Regions from separate parts of the Sus scrofa genome. Here region 2 is linked to region 1. Evidence: chromatin contacts called from public Hi-C data. All regions are on one chromosome and are shown on one strand. Each heading gives the region's core, a stretch centred on a gene start, on an enhancer-like site or on the middle of the called end of the contact. The rest is flanking DNA. Distances are from core to core; before and after follow the strand shown. Region 1 holds the start of ELK4 (ETS domain-containing protein Elk-4). Region 2 holds the start of SRGAP2 (SLIT-ROBO Rho GTPase-activating protein 2).

Region 1 (2,700 bases), core at 96-2,595:
TGAAATAAAAGTCAAGAGAGAGTTCCTGAGAAGGGAAGATAGAACCACAATACGTTGTAACTAAAACACTACCGACACTCTTAAATAGTGCAGCACCAAGTTTTCCACGCAGTGGGGCGGTAAGTGGGAGATGGCAAAGGGGGAGGGAGGACCTGATCCACCAACCAAAGAGATGCGCGAACCGTTCTGATTCGGAATAAAACTCCAGGGTCTTTACTTAAATGCCCCGAACTTCAAACAGTGATAGCCTGGGAAAAAGCCAACTCTATCTTTCGACTACTTCAATCAAGACTGCCCCTTCTTTCCCGCCAAGGCCAGTTAATATTCAGCTCTTAAAAGACAGTTCCGAAGAATGAAGAAGCCACCAGCCTTGCGGCAGCTGTATATTAATCGGAAAGTAAAGGGGGAGGAGGTTTGCTGGAGAGAAGCAGTTAAAGAAATGAAACTTGACACCGGATGAACAGCGAGCTTGGGGAGAGGAAGAGACGCGGATGACCGTGTGCCCCCGAGGAGATCAAAGTCCCGGGGAAGAGCCGCAACCTCACCGTGCCTGGGTAAGCACTGAATTACCGTACTTTCACTTTCCAACTTCCTGTCACTACAGAAAGTCAGAATCGCTCCCCTGTTGCCCTCCCCCCGCCCCAAGGAAAAAAAACAAAAAAACAAAAAAAGCAACCCACTGCCACCTTTTTAACCAGAGGACCTCGCGGGACCAAATAAGGGGCGAAGAGAACGGGGCGCTGCCGCGTCCACCTGCGCGCCTCTGGGCTGGGGCCACTGGAGCGGGCAGGGCGGGCTGGGGGCGGGTCCCCAGGGGAGCGCGCGCCTCAACCCCGCTCCCGCCCCCGCCCGCTCGCTTCCTGTTGTGTCGCGAGCCCCTCGCCCCCGCCCGCGCTCTCTGCGGTTGGAGGCAGCGGCCGCGAGACCCAGACGGGGGCTCGGGGTAAATGAGGCGCGCGAGGCTGGCCGCTCACCGAGGCCGCGCGCGTGGCTCCCTCCGAGTCTCCGCCTCGAACACGATGCTCTTCTCCGCCCGCCGCCTCCTCCTCACGCTGGGAACTCGAAGACGGCGCAGCAGCCGCTGCGACTCTCGCGGCAGAGCCGGAGAAGGCGGCGGCGGCCGAGCAGAGCCCGCCGGGTGTCCGCAGCCTCCCGCATCTCCTGTAGCCGCCGCCGCACCCGCCGCGGCGTCTCGCGCCCCGCCCTCCCCGCCCCCGCACGCGGCGGCGGCGTGGGTCGTCGAGGCCGCTACTCGCCGGGCGCGCGCTTGGGGCGTTCTCGCCGCTGCCGGGCTTGCCTGTAGCTCCGCGGCCGCCGCCACTCTCAAACCCCCCCGAGTAGCGTCTGGGCCCCTCCCGGACGCCGGAGCCGCCGCGCGTCACTTCCGGGGGCGGGAAGGGAGGGGCGGGCTGCAGAGGGGCGCTGCCAGCCGCCCCCGCCCCCTTTCCGGGTTTGGGGGGCCGGGGTGCGGGGATAGGCATTGCGAGGGCGCCGCCTGGGGTTCCCTGCTTTGCACTGTCCGCCGGTCTTCTAAACAGTTGCTAAGTATTTGCCGAGGCGCGCGACCCGAACTTTCGCTGGGAAAGCTCGTTCTGGCGTTGGAGTCAAGAGACATTCAGTCGTAGCTCCACTTCTCACTAACTTGGCAATCTTAAGCAACTTTCTTTAACTCCAAACGGTTTCATCATATGTAAAATGGAGAGAACCCAATCTCTTAGGGTTTAATGATTAAAAGAGATAAAGTACATAGGTGACTTCTCAGAGTGTCCAGCGCATAGGTTCTCATTAAGTACAATTCTTAAGAAACCAGGTCACACTTGATAAGAGAAACTCCTTGAAGAATTTATCAACAGAAGGTGGAGACAGCTAAACAAAACCTCCAAGAAATGGATTACATATCCCATTTAACAGGAAATCAAGGACAGACCAAAGTCTTAGACTCTGTTTTTCCTGGTCATGTACTAGCTGTGTGTCCTGCAGTGAATTGCTTAACCTCTCTGAACCTCAGTCCCCTTATGTAAAACGGAAATAACGTGCGGCATTGCTGAGAAAATGTGATTTTATTTTACCTGGCACATAGTGGACACCCAATAAATAGTGACGTCATTTATTTTGCCTCCTCCTCATTCCCACAATTGAATTCGTGGTGAAATTAGTTGACCTCACTGAGTGAAATGGGATCCTATCATCCCTTTGAAGGCTTTTGGAAAAGAGTCATCACTTCCTTTCATTTCCAACCTCCTCCACCATAATACAGAGTAATTGTGATACACAGTTATTCGTGGAAAAGCAACGGCCCTCTGAAGATGTTAACCCTTCTAAAATAATTTTACCCAAGGATCGTAAACTTATTTTCATTAAGATGTGTTTTAAAAGGAACACGAAATATCTGAAAAGCACTAGCAGTTTTGGCCCCTGCTACAAGTTTTTTCCTTGCAACAACTTCCATTTTAGAAACCAAAAGGAAATAATATGATTTGGGGGGGGGGGGAGCACGCCTTTGGCTTACAGAAGTTCCTGGGCCAGGGATCAAACCTGAGCCACAGCAGTGGCCGGAGCTGCAGCAGTGACAACACCAGATCCTTAACCCACTGAACCACCAGGGAACTCCAGAAATAAGAATTTTTAAGGTAGACTTTTTAAGATGCACCCAATAGAAACATTTGTTTATAGGAAGATTTTATTTTAAAGCCAGTTAAA
Region 2 (2,700 bases), core at 114-2,613, 520 kb after region 1:
TTCTAGGCCCTAAAATCGAGAAGGGAATGAGTTCCTTTTCGATTTTCCCGTGGGAGGGTATAAGTAATATTTACTGAACAGGGACGGGAGAAATAGCAACTTTGACTTTCTCTTCAACTTTCGGGCAAGGGAGTGGAGAGGAGACAAAAGGCAAGCTGCCTCGGGAACTTTTCTGCAATATTCCCTTACTCCAGTCTAGAAGGATCCTTTACCCTTTAACTCCCGCCCCTTTGGCAATTCCCTCAGCTTCTCCCGTGTTTTATCTAAACCTTCCCTCTTAAGCCCCTCCCACGGAGAGCTCCAATTCCTCTCTCTGGGATCGCAGGCTAAGCTTTCCTACCCACGCCTCCTCTTTGGAAATCTTTCTCCTCTCCCCAGAATTCAGAAATCTCCTCAGCTTTCCCACTGGAAGGATCCTGGGTGCTTCTTAGGCCTCCCGCGACCCTCCTCTGTTCTGCTCGTTCGCGGGCCCACCGCTTCACTTCTCTCCCCGCAGCCCCCAGCCCTTAGCGTGCGGGCTCTCGCGCGGTTCCTCTCGCGTCTCTCTCCCCTCGGCTCTCCCTCGTGCCCCCCGCAGTCCCCTCAAGTCTCTCCCGAACGGCCGCTCCAGAGCGCGCGGTGGTATGGGTGGGGCGGGACAGAGGTCGCTTTGGGGGCTCAGACGGCGTTGAGGTCTCTGCCACCGATTGAGGTCTCTGCTACCGAACAGGTCGTTTTTTGCTCCCTCTTCCGCTCTCTCTGCCTTTCCAACAGGCTGTCAGTTTGAATTGCCAGCGTCGCGCACCGATTGGGAGAACTAGAGTTTGCCCACGTCCCGCATTGGAAGGCTTGGGAGCCTGCCCCTGGCGAGATCTTAGTGGCTAAGAAACCGTACGCCACGCCCCAGTAACGGTGCCTTGATCCACTCGGCTTTCTGGTTGGCGGATCTTGGCCACGCCCCCGATCCCATTGGTCAGCCCTGGGAGGTTGGGGCAAGACCTACTCCCGCCTCAGTGAGAGAAGCAAGGCACGCCCTTCGCGCTTTTTACTGGAAGACATTCTAAAGGTTCCCGCCGGTCTCTACTCTCTATTGGCTAAAACTCTCCGCAACGCCCCTCCTCTCTACCCCGGTCCAATTGGTCGTGCCTTCTCTCAGGAGTATGTGTTTGGCTGTGGGTTCCATTTTAATCCCGCCCATCAGTTCTACTTTGGGGTTCGGCCACCCTGGGAGGAGCTTACTCTGTGACCACGCCTCGGTAGTGCTAGTCACACCCCCAAGTTTCGCCAGCTCCTCCTCCTCATTCCAGGCCTCTCGGGATCAGCTATTTCTATTGGCTAAGAGCCCCATCGGTCGATAGAAAACGGGTGGTGATTGGCAAGGGGGTGGGCTCTGCTTCCCGGCGGGGTCCTGCGGAGTTGGCGGAGGCTCCTCCGGGGACTAGGGGACCGATCTGCGTAGAAGCGGGTGGCGGGGAAGAGGGGAGGAGAACTCTGTGTGGGAAGCGGAGCCGGGGGCCTGGGACCCGTCGCGTCAGAGCCAGGTAAAGGCTCCTTCCCTCTCCCCTTTTTCTTCCCGGCCGCGGAGCTGGAGCCCTGACTGAACAAACCCGGGCAGGGGCGGGAAGGAGAGGGCGCGGATGCTGCTTTCGGCAACGCTTTAACATTGTCGCTTGGAATATCTCAGACCCCCTCCCCCCATGACCTACTCCCAGTCTCCCAGTGCAGCCCATAATACTACTCAGGACTGCATCTCCGCCTATCACCATACTGCCTAGGACTCTGCGTTGGCTCACATGCAGCCGCGCAGTCCGCACCCAGCCCCCTCCCCAAGTCCTGCACATGGGCAGCCTCGGTCCACCTTTTGGCAACCGTCGGTGGCATCACTTGCAGCCATCAGCTGCCCTCTTACTCTGTCTCCAAGCCCCGGCAGACAGCCCAGTTACAGCCCTGGACCTAGAAGGATGGGTGTTCCGCACTGCTTCCGGGGCTCTTCCCCTGCCCGAGCCCCCAGCCGGACCTGAATGGCTCCTCTTTACGCGCTCCAGTTCCCAGACATATCTGGAACCGCAAAGTTGTTAACATCCTAGCGCTGCGTGTAGCATCGCGGCCCACAATAGTCTCCTAACTTCCCCCCCAGCCCCAGGGTTATCCTCCCTTTGCCCTCTCCCCGCCTATCAAGCGCGTGCAGAAGCTCCAGTTATCCCTGGCTCCCGTGCAGTCTTAGGACCCCACCTCTCACCCCCCTCCTCTCTTCCTGCCGGCCTGAATCACCACGCCGCTTCTGCTCTCCCTTCCTCCCTCAGTGCGGCCCTTTCTTCAGGCGGGGGAAGTGGGAGACTCCCGGCGCGGAAAGGGAACCGGGCGGCCCAGGAGGGAGAGTCGCCGCTTACAGCGCGTCTTGTAGCGAGACTCCCGGCACTACACTCCGCCCTCTTCTCTCCCGCCTCCTGGGCCTGGGTCGAAGCGGAATCTCCTAGGGCACCTCCTGGTGCGAGGAGTCGGGACTGCTGCCCTCACTGGCCTTGCCCTAACCCCCAGCCTGGGATTGGGTGCGGTATCTGAGATCTCTGGGCTTGGGTGACCAATTAGGGGTGGCATTTAGAGTCACTCTTGTCCCTGACTTGGGACAGGCGGCGGCTGCCTTCCGTCCCCCCGTCCCCCACCCCCGCCTTCCCGGTTTTCCCGACTCCGACCCTCGCCTCTAACCAGTTTCCTGCTTCT

What was found. Hi-C and Micro-C count contacts between places; a contact is called where the count stands out from the background.
Region 2: a contact with region 1 is called in a Hi-C map of liver, with 3 times the contacts expected there. The contact joins the promoter of SRGAP2 here to the promoter of ELK4 in region 1. A contact is called at or near these places in 2 of 47 Hi-C or Micro-C datasets (liver and skeletal muscle).

Annotation. Positions count from the first base shown.
Region 1 is chr9:66,314,894-66,317,593 of Sscrofa11.1, forward strand. It overlaps ELK4 (ETS domain-containing protein Elk-4), which reads right to left and starts at 1,346. Exons shown (of 5, transcript XM_003357396.4): 1 at 975-1,346. LOC106504941 (a long non-coding RNA gene) reads left to right here and starts at 448. Exons shown (of 4, transcript XR_001298900.2): 1 at 448-554.
Region 2 is chr9:66,836,704-66,839,403 of Sscrofa11.1, forward strand. It overlaps SRGAP2 (SLIT-ROBO Rho GTPase-activating protein 2), which reads left to right and starts at 1,364. Exons shown (of 23, transcript XR_002335789.1): 1 at 1,364-1,520. It overlaps FAM72A (protein FAM72A), which reads right to left. Exons shown (of 5, transcript XM_021063305.1): 1 at 2,370-2,700.